Regions from separate parts of the Rattus norvegicus genome. Here region 1 is linked to region 2. A link is a contact called in public Hi-C data. All regions are on one chromosome and are shown on one strand. The core of a region is the stretch at or near the end of the contact, and the rest is flanking DNA. Distances in the headings are between cores, read along the strand shown. Region 1 holds the start of Ndrg1 (N-myc downstream regulated 1). Region 2 overlaps Ccn4 (cellular communication network factor 4).

Region 1 (5,033 bases), core at 349-2,848, 57 kb after region 2:
GTCCCATTGAACCACACCCATACAACAGTGGTCTGGCCCTTCCCTGCCACTGTCCAGAAGTTGGCAAGTCCCTTGAAACTGGTGTTGGAGGCTTTTCTCTGCACCTAGCTTTCTCTCCTCACACATGTGAAATAGGCAAATTGCTGGGATTTATGACAGTAAGAAGCAACAGAACACGGAATGGGGGAGAGGGGAAGCATTGGCTGACCTGAATTTCCCATCTTCTACAGGACCTTCAAGAACTCAAATAAGCCGAATTGCCCAGGAAGCCTGTGAGGGAGAGCTGAAGGCTGTTCTAGGACACGGACCACTGGACTTCCCTCCCCCATCCGCTGTCCTCCCACATTAAAACCCAAGGGGCGGTACATGGGGGATCCATGATGACTGCCAGCATGGGCAAGAGACAGGGGAACACTGAAGGTGGCAGAGTAAGCAAGCCATCCACAAATCCTAGCTTCAGCTACTAATTTGACAGAGGCGGTGACAGCCTGTTTCCCCCGAGCCTGCAGCATTCTGCACGCCCCTCCCGAATCTCCCCTACAGGCTGAATCAGAGACCGCAACGGGTCTCCCGGGAACTGAGGAGCAGTTCCAGCTGCTCTCCCGGCTGGAACAGCAGGGAGGATCGCCTGGGAGAAAGAAAGGAGGGTGGGGGTAGGCGGAGGCGAAAATGACGACACTCGGAGCTCCAGCCAACTCTAGGGCTGCCAGATGCCCGCGCGACCCTAGAGGCACAAACCACCTCTCCCGCGCAGCCACATTGCCAACCCGGTACTACCTAGAGGGCCGCACCCTGCCTATGCTGCTCTCGCCGCCAACACTCGCTGTGGCGCGTGCAGCACGCGCCGGGACACACCCCGGACTCTCCCCAGCACACACATGTTCTCTCACACGCACAGCTTGGAGAGCACCGGGCTCTGCGACTGGATGGGAACCTTGGCTCAGATAACACTGTTTCGGGACCAGGCTTCACAGAAGACACACCTTCGCCCCCTTCTCCACACTCCCCGCCAAGTCTGCTCACCCTTTCTCATCCCCTGGATACACACACATGCCACAGTCGCTCTTTTCCTAGTCATCCCATCACCCATTCACACCCCTTCACACGCGCGAGCTCACACAAAGTGTCCCCTTGAGCCAAGTGGACAGTGGAGTCAGCTGTGGCTCGGGGTTAATGCCAGGAAGCGCGACCCAGGTATTCCTAGGCTCTCCGCCCCAACTTCAACCCCTCAATCCCACTTCCCCAGTTAGAGAGAAAGCTGAGACCCAACATGTCTTTTTCTGCCTTATAATAATTGAAACACGCTCCAAGGATGCCAGCGACCCCTCCGGCGCTGGCGCCACCGAAGACCACGGGTTGTGGTCTTCGCAAGGGCCACAAAGCACTGGCGGGGAATCCAGTAAAGTAGCACCCCGAAGACGAGTTTTCCTGAGGGTCCTTGTCTTGCCCCGGAGGTAAAAGGGGTCCGGAGGGCTTACCTAACCAGCAAGGAAGCACGGAAAGGAGCCAACAGCAAGGCTGAAGGTGCAGCGCCCCGCGGGAGGTGAAGAGAGGGAAGAAGATGGGTGAGCAATCTGCTGGCAGCTCGAGAGGGTAGCCTGGCAAGGTTTGTTTACGTCCGTGCGAAGGACGATTTAATAGGCGCCGGGGCCCCGCCCCCAGGGCCTCGCCCCTCCCAGACCCTCGGCTCCCAGCGCAGCAGGGGACGGGGACACACCCCTTTCCCCCGCCCGGCTCCCACTGCACCCTGCCTGGGCTGGGCGGGGCGGGTTGGAGCCGCCGCCTGTTGCGCAAGCCTTTGCAGGGGCGCGTCGGGAGAGACTGCCAAGCCCGCCCAAGCCCGACCTGCCGCTCCTCCCTGTGATCTGGTCTCGGGACCCCGGCGTGTGCGGCGGACGTGTGTGTACGGAGTGGTAGTGTATGTTCCCGTGCGCGCCCGTGCGTGTGCTTGCGGACTTCCTTGTGTCTCTCTGCCCGACCGCGTGGCCCCCATCGCCTCCGAGTTTCCTAAGCGTCTGCCCGCGCCACGCCCTTCTGGGCGGCAACCCCCACTTCCTCTGGGTCTCCACGTAGTCACTCCGGATCCCCATTTACTGCCTAGATACTAGACTTTCTCTCCAGGTTCCTTTCACGTTGCTTAGCTCCCTTCATTCTCGCCGATCCTGGCGCCCCACAGCTCCCTTTCTATCCTGAGATGACACTGCTCCAGCCTGCCCCGGCAGCAGTGAGCACTCTACACACTGCCTTTTGTGGTCCCCAGAACTTGAGTGGTGTTCGCTTTCCAACCACGGACCTTCTTCCTCTCATTGCTGTTCTAAAACCTTGGCCTGCTTGCCTGTTACCGGTTTCTCAGCCCTGGCCTACACCTGTGTGAGTCTCCAGGAAGCGTTTCTTAAGCAGGTAGCTATCCTGGCTGCACCCCAAAAGCAGCTTAGTCAGAGTCTCTGGGAATGTGCAGCGACGCTGGGGCTTTGAAAAAAAAGCTCGTCAGTGCGTGCAGCAAGATAGCTCATCTGGTAAAGACACTTGGCCTACCAAACCTGAAGACCTAAATTCCATGCCTGGAAACCACAAAGTGAAGAGAAAGAGCACACTGCCAAAAATTTTCCTCAGACCCCCACTCTCCCCATTCACACTAAATAAATAAATACTGCCCGGGTTGACTCTGATGTGAAGCCACGCTGAGAATCTCAACACCCAACACCAAGAAAACAACATTTTTATAGAGAGACTGAGTCACACCTACGCCCCATCCAGTCATTGTCTCAAAACCACCAGCTCAGCTCAACCTTTATGATCAAGTGGCCTTCCCCTCACCCTCCTACTAAATGTCGAGAGGCTCAGTACCCACTCTTCTTTACCCTCCAGTGTGCCTCTAGGTGCCCGAATCCTCACTCTTTTGGTCTATACATATCTAGGAAGCTGCTTTCTGAGCCTGCCCTGTGCTAAGGAACTGGGGGAGGAGGAAGTAAAAAGGGAAAGCTCTTTATTTTGAGAGCATAGCAAAACTGAGCTCCAAGATTTCAGTTTCCCAAGACATCCATACAAGATCGCTAAGCTGGGGACTGGGGATTTAGCTCAGTGGTAGAGCGCTTACCTAGGAAGCGCAAGGCCCTGGGTTCGGTCCCCAGCTCCGGAAAAAAAGAACCAAAAAAAAAAAAAAATCACTAAGCTGAGCTTAATTCAATCTGTAGTTGTCCTGAGCACCTACATGTTCAAGAGCTGCTGGACCCTAGGGCCATGAGAATGAACACTGGCAGATTTGGGAGCCATTTTGTTTTTTGATTAACAACACTCTTAGACTAAGCAGTCTGTCGCCCCATTAATAATCATTTTCCCAGAATCTTTCCTCACTTGTCTATCAACAAACATTTATTGAATACCTATAGTTTGTTATCTGTCAAAGAGTGTCAAATTTGAGATGCTGACAGAATTGCCAACTTCCCCAATAAATGTAGCCTCAGTGTGGGCTGGGGGTTGGGAGGGAGTACTTTGCCAGGAGAAGCCATTTCCTGCCCTTTGTGGAAGTCCTCCTTCAGGACAATGCATATAGAACACCCCCAGTCTGTAGCTGCAGCCCCGAGCATGTTGCCTGTGGGACCTGGGTCTGTGTTGAGGAAGCCACACCTTCTAGGTAACCCACAGCACTGAATTCTCAGCTGGACAAGCTGAACCATTGTAACTCCACCCCGATTCCCAGCCCTCAGGATGCTATAGCAGGAGGATTGCCTAGACCAGCATGGGCTATGTAGGAAAGAAAACCTTGTCTCAAAACAACAGAAAGAAACCAGGTCAAGAGCTAGAAGAAAGAAGGGTGGAGAGAAGAGGAAGACCTTGACCTTTGGTGCAGAATGTATGGAGCAGTCACCTCGTAAACCCACCTCCAAGTTCTGAGTGAGGTCTATTTGAAACCCCACACACCGTAAGTTGCCATAAGTCAAAAACTGAGAAGTTTCCCTTCCTGAGAGAATTGATTGTCCTGTCGAGTATGGGTGAAGCAAATTTGTGTTGCTATAACACCTATGTATAGGTAAGAGACTGCTTAGTGTAGCTGTGACTGCATACCCAGGATGGAAGATACTTGCTCTCAATAGAGGTCACGCACCCAGGGAGCTAAGCCCTGCCTGAACACCCACCTCCCCAGCCCATGGCAGCTGAGGCAGCAGAATCTGTTGAGCTGAATGTGGCTGTCACCGCATTGAGCTGTTGGGATGATTCCTTTTTCTCTCCGGTCAGCAATAGAATTGGATTTGCTTAGCAAATACACACAGGCTGCCAACCCTGCACAGGGTTAGATTAGGATTTCTAGACTAATGTGCACTGGAAATTTCTATTCTGCAACACCTTAAATTTCTAAATGGCCACAGGACACAGCCTCCTTTCCTGTAGTCTGTGAGTACTGGGATTGAGAGAGACCCCAGACATAGCTGGTCTCACGGAGAAGAATGTGGAGATTTGTGGTATCTTATACACCTGCATTTCTGTGAGCCGCTAAGAAATCTACGAAAGAGAACTGGCTTCAACCTGGGCAAAACAGAAGGTGCACTCCAAGTACAGAATAAATACTTTGAACATAAAGAAGTGACATTTGGTTCCCTAGAAAGGTAGTGTCTCCTGGCTCCTGGTTTATATGAGCTTGCTAAAACAGTCATATAGCCATGTCTCACAGGCTGAAGGAAATTAAAGCCACAGCATTTATTCTCCCTCAGTTCCAGAAAACAGAGGCCAACATCAAGGCACAAAATAGGGCCTACTCCTTGAGAACCTTGGTCTGTCCTTGTCTGCTCTCTGGCCTTAGTAAAGATTCTTGGTTTCCCTTGGCTTGTAGGGACACTACCAGTTACCCTTCTCTCTGACCTTGGGCCTCTTCTTCCTAACTGTTTTTCCACAATGACCTCTGTGGTAGATACGCAATGATTGTTGCATGTATGTATATGTGCATAAATACGATGTGTGCAGGCACATCTACTACAGTGAATGCATGTTCATGTGTACAAGTCCCTGAGAGGTTAGACGAGGAAGTTAGATGGAAT
Region 2 (4,847 bases), core at 1,189-3,688:
CACCTTCACAGTACCCCCTCTCTCTTTCTCCCTGATGTGCTCATCTCTTCACATGACCCTCTCTTTGTCCTTGGGGTGCAGCCAGCTGATACGTGGGCCAGGTTCCCTTTCCTCACCTGAGTGACTTCTTGGCATGGCACCTTAGGCAGAGGGAAACTGCACAGAAGTAACTTGACCCGGAGCCCATACCTCTTGGCCTGACACGTCTGCCGCCTGTGTTTGCAGAGGTGGTCGGTGTGGGCTGTGTCCTGGATGGCGTGCGCTACACCAATGGAGAGTCCTTCCAACCCAACTGCAGGTACAACTGCACCTGTATTGATGGCACCGTGGGCTGCACACCACTGTGCCTGAGCCCCAGGCCCCCACGCCTCTGGTGCCGCCAGCCCCGTCACGTGAGAGTCCCTGGCCAGTGCTGTGAACAATGGGTATGTGATGATGATGCCAGGAGGCCACGCCAGACTGCACTGCTGGACACCAGAGCCTTTGGTAAGAGTGGGCAGGGACAAGTGGAATCTCTGGGTATCACAGAGCCCCTAAATTTCTAATGTTCTCTTCATAAATCAAGCCCCCAGGCCATTACCGTCTCCACAACTCACCAGTGGCTTTGCGGATGTGCTGTCTGGGACCCAAATTCCCTATCTTTAAAATGCAAATAACACCATCTTTCCTGCCTTCCTTATGGGCTTCTCCCAGCTTAAAAGCCTGGCATGACATTTGCAGTCCCCCAGGAACTAGAGAGAAGAGCAGGTGGCAGGGTCTAGGGAGGACTAGTTGGTCTTCCAGATAACTCAAGGATTCTATTGCTATGGTCGCATGAGCAGGAACTTTATCTAGGTAAGCCTGATAAGAAGAAGCCCTGGGAGCAAGGACAGGGATGTGATTTATTCACCATTGCCTGCTGGAGCTTGATGCACTTGCCAGATATTTGGAAAATATCCAGCTAGTGTTTGCAGAAGTAGCCACATAGGTGTTCGGCTACAGGTGGCTGGATATATGGGTGAATAGATCATAGCTAGATGATGGGTGTGTGCTGCACTAAGAATCTATAGACATGTGGATAGATGCATAGAGGAGAAATGGTGGGAGAAGGGAAGAGAAGTAGATGGATGGATGAATAGCTAAATCAGACGGCATATGAATGCATGCATGGAGAGAGAATGGTTATATAATGGATGGAAAACAGATATGTGGAATAAAATAGATAGATAGATAGATAGATAGATAGATAGATAGATAGATATAGATGTAGATAGACAGATAATTACAATGGATGAATGGGTGATAGATGGGTAGATAAAGGATAGATGTACACAGATGCTGTCTGATTAGATGGTGGTGAATATTTATGCATAGTTAGGCTTCTGAGCTAGGGCAGAGGGGACAAAAGTGATGAAAGGATAAGAGCAAGAATCAGTGCTGGACGACTCAAGGCCTAGCATCTATGCTGTGCATGGCGTAGTGGAAGGAATGAAGCGTGGCTCCTGGGACTGGCCACTGTCCCAGGAGAGAGAGAATACAAGCAGAGGACCATGTTTTAGGGAGCTGGTGAGTTGCTTGGCATGAGCAGGCTGAGTTTGAGGAGAGCTCAGAGGGAGAGACATCCAATGAGGGCAACCTCACCGAGGGAGTCCCACAGGAAAAGAGCTCCGCTTAGAGCAGCTGCTGGCCGCCCGTTGATATGTCCTGGGAATAACACACACAGTGAGACAGAGGAGCCTGGAGTAGAGAGCTAGGAAGCGTGGCTTTTGAGGAATAGACAAGAGAAGAGGAGGCCAGAGACTATGAAGAAACAGAGTCTGGGGAAATGAGGAGAATCCAAGAGAATCTAACACACAGACCACAGAATGCGGGCACTGTTAAAGGAAAATGCCTCTGAGGCAGGTAACCCCAAAGGAGAGAAGACTGCTTACCACTGGACTTTGGGGGTGCTAATGTTTTTAAAATGTTTAAATGTGTGAGTTTGCTCAGAGACTATGTGGAGCTGCATTCTTGGCCTTGGTGCCAGCAGCACTGAAGATTAAAAGGTTGGGAGGGTTGGTTTTGTGGGGGCAGGGGCATTACAGGCTTGGCAGCATCCCTAGACAGTCCCTTTAGATGACAGCAACACCTCCCCAAATTGCGACCATCTGAATCAACTCCAGATCTTACATAACAAATGTGACTTAGGGAACAAAATCTCCCATATGGAGAAACAATGTGGTAGAGATGAAAGCCGGTAGCAGGGAAGGTTTGGTCCCTGGTAGCTCAGGGAAGCATGGCAGCTCCGCCCACGAAACCTGCTTTTAGTATAGCACAATAGTCCCTGGGTGGTGGAGGAAAGCAGAGGCTGCCTGCCCATTGTGTGTGACCCAGTGACCCAGTTCTTAGCCATCCCAGGCAGAGGCCCTGCAGCAGTATGGAGGAGACCCAGAAACCAAAGCCCTTTATCCTCTCAGCCTCCTTGACAAATCCCTCCCTCCATGCCCGCTCCAGGCTCCCAGCCAGCTCATCCCAGACTGCCCGCTTCTGTCCTTGGATGCCTCCATTGCTTTCTCCCTCCTGTGTGGGGGAGGCCCTCCCTCTCTCAAATTGACTCCCAAATTCACTCACCAGCAGTGCCTGCTGCATACCTTCAAGCTCCAGGGACTGTATGAAGAGCTGTTACCCTAAATAGATTCCTTGTCTACCTGGTGTGTGTTTCGTCTCTTCCTTCTCTCATTTTTTGATTACCTTGTCTCTCCTTGCTTTCATTCTCTCTGTCTGTCTTTCTTTCTCTCCCTGTCTCTCCATTCCTCTGTCTGTCTCTGTCTCTCTGTGTCTGCCTTTCTGTCTCTGTGTGTCTGTGTGTATGTCATTCTCTCTCTGTCTCTCTGTCATCTCTCCCCAACCCCTTTCTTCCATTTCCTGAGAACACAGGTGGAATGTCTGTCTGTCTGTCTGTCTGTCTGTCTGTCTGTCCCATCTTCCTGCAAGCTGTTCTGCCTTGTCTGCCATCTATCTGCTTGTCTCCCTCCATAGCTCACCACTCTCCCCACTGCTCACCACTAGCAAAGCATGCACCGATCAGATGCTGGGCCCTGTAGATTCATAGGACCAGTTAGGAGCAAATAATACAAGGGGTCCATAGTTGAGTAATGGGACCAGCTGGCATGTACAGGGATTTACTAATCCAGGGGCATCTGATGCACTGTCACATGTGTGACTGTCCTCTCAGATCCAGGACCTTGGAATGCCATTCTTAATCTCTTTAATAATGGAGAACTGAGGCCTATGGATGAGATTACAACTTGAAAGCAAGTGCAGTGCAGAGAGATAAACTCAAGAAGTATGACACAGAAGTCTATGGTCTCTTCAGCTACTCTGTTCTGAAATTACTGAGATGGGATGTCAGGGGCTAGGACGTGCGACTCACCTTTGAACTTTCACATATATACTTCATTTCTGAGAGGCAGTAGGATGGACAGTCTCTTTTTTAACAGACCCTGCTCAGTGCCTTGCAGATGCTTAGCATAAACTTAGTCAAAATCTACACCCTTTTCCAGTAGCCCTACAAGGTAGATATCCCTCTAATGCAATGACTGAGGCCCAGCAAGAACTGGGGAAGATAGCATAGCTTGTAGATGTTCACTGTATCGCTTACCTTTCTAGTTGCTGTAACAAAATATCTAAAGAAAAACAATTTAAGAGAGAAAGGGTTTATTTTGCTTTACATTTTACAAAGAGATGCAGGAGCTAGAGAGGTGGTTCAGATTTGAAGAGTGCTTGCTGTTCTTCCAAAGGATCCGAGTTTGGTTCCCAGCACTTAGAGCTACCTGGTGGTTCACAACTGCCTGTAACACCAGTTCCAGGGGTTCAGATGCCCTCTTCTGGTCTCCACCAGGACAAGCATATACATGGCACACATACACAGACATGACACAGACACACAAGTAAAAATAAATGTAAAAATAAAATCTCATAATGAAAAAAACGGAGATACCATTCATCACAGTGGAAAAGGTAGCAGGGGCAGGAGGTAGTGTCTGGTCATTGGCATCCTGTCTAGAAGGAGGGAAGGGATGAATATTGGTGCCTAGCCCACTTTTTTCGTTCTATTTGGTCTGGAACCCCAGTTCATGCCCATAGTTAAGGTAGGTCTTCTCAGTTCACTTCATCCAACGTAGAAAATCCTTGCCAGACATACCCAGAGGCCTGTCACCTAGGTGGTTCTAGACCCTGTCCAATTGACAGTCAATAGTAACCATCATAGAGACCTGGGGTCCACTTGGTTCTAATGATGAGTTTTCTTCTGTGATTTTTATGTTGCATCTCTTGGTCAGAAAAGAAAATGTTAAGGAGGAGAATACAATTCCCATGTCCTCCTGTGGGGAGAAACAGCCCAATTCTGTCTGTCTGTCTTTGTTTTAATCATTCACATATCTATTGGTCTCTGCCTCTTTCTGAATCTCATTAATTCTAAACGTATTTTTTTTTCTTGGTAATGGTGAGGGCTGGGCGAGCTCGTGGAGGCTACAGACTCATGGGTACTCTGGTGTTCCTCTACAGCAGCTTCGGGTGCAGTGGAGCAACGGTATGAGAACTGCATAGCCTACACTAGCCCCTGGAGTCCCTGCTCAACAACCTGTGGCCTAGGTATCTCGACTCGCATCTCTAATGTCAATGCGCGGTGCTGGCCAGAGCAGGAAAGTCGCCTCTGCAACCTGCGGCCATGTGATGTGGACATCCGACCACACATCAAGGTAAATCCAGAGGGGGGTAGACACCTTGGACAGGTAAAGGCATGGTGAGCATGTACAGCTGGCTTGAGCCTGGCCTCTAAACTTCTTGGGAGTCGTTTATTAGATGGAAATAGTGAAAGGGACCAGGCA

What was found. A called contact is a pair of places that touch in the nucleus more often than the background predicts.
Region 1: a contact with region 2 is called in a Hi-C map of prefrontal cortex, with 2.9 times the contacts expected there. The contact joins the promoter of Ndrg1 here to the enhancer-like site in region 2. A contact is called at or near these places in 7 of 12 Hi-C or Micro-C datasets (the A7r5 cell line, Schwann cells, kidney and 3 more).

The regions. Positions count from the first base shown.
Region 1 is chr7:100,613,304-100,618,336 of GRCr8, forward strand. Ndrg1 (N-myc downstream regulated 1) reads right to left here and starts at 1,599. Exons shown (of 16, transcript NM_001011991.1): 1 at 1,479-1,599.
Region 2 is chr7:100,555,598-100,560,444 of GRCr8, forward strand. Ccn4 (cellular communication network factor 4) reads left to right here. Exons shown (of 5, transcript NM_031716.2): 3 at 226-486; 4 at 4,525-4,718. Among named protein-coding and RNA genes, the nearest start is that of Ccn4, 23 kb to the left of the region's middle. Within about 2 kb of position 2,439, at least 23 of the 93 cell types and tissues checked have an H3K27ac peak or open chromatin away from gene starts, as enhancers often do. A contact at or near this core is called in prefrontal cortex, where this site is marked.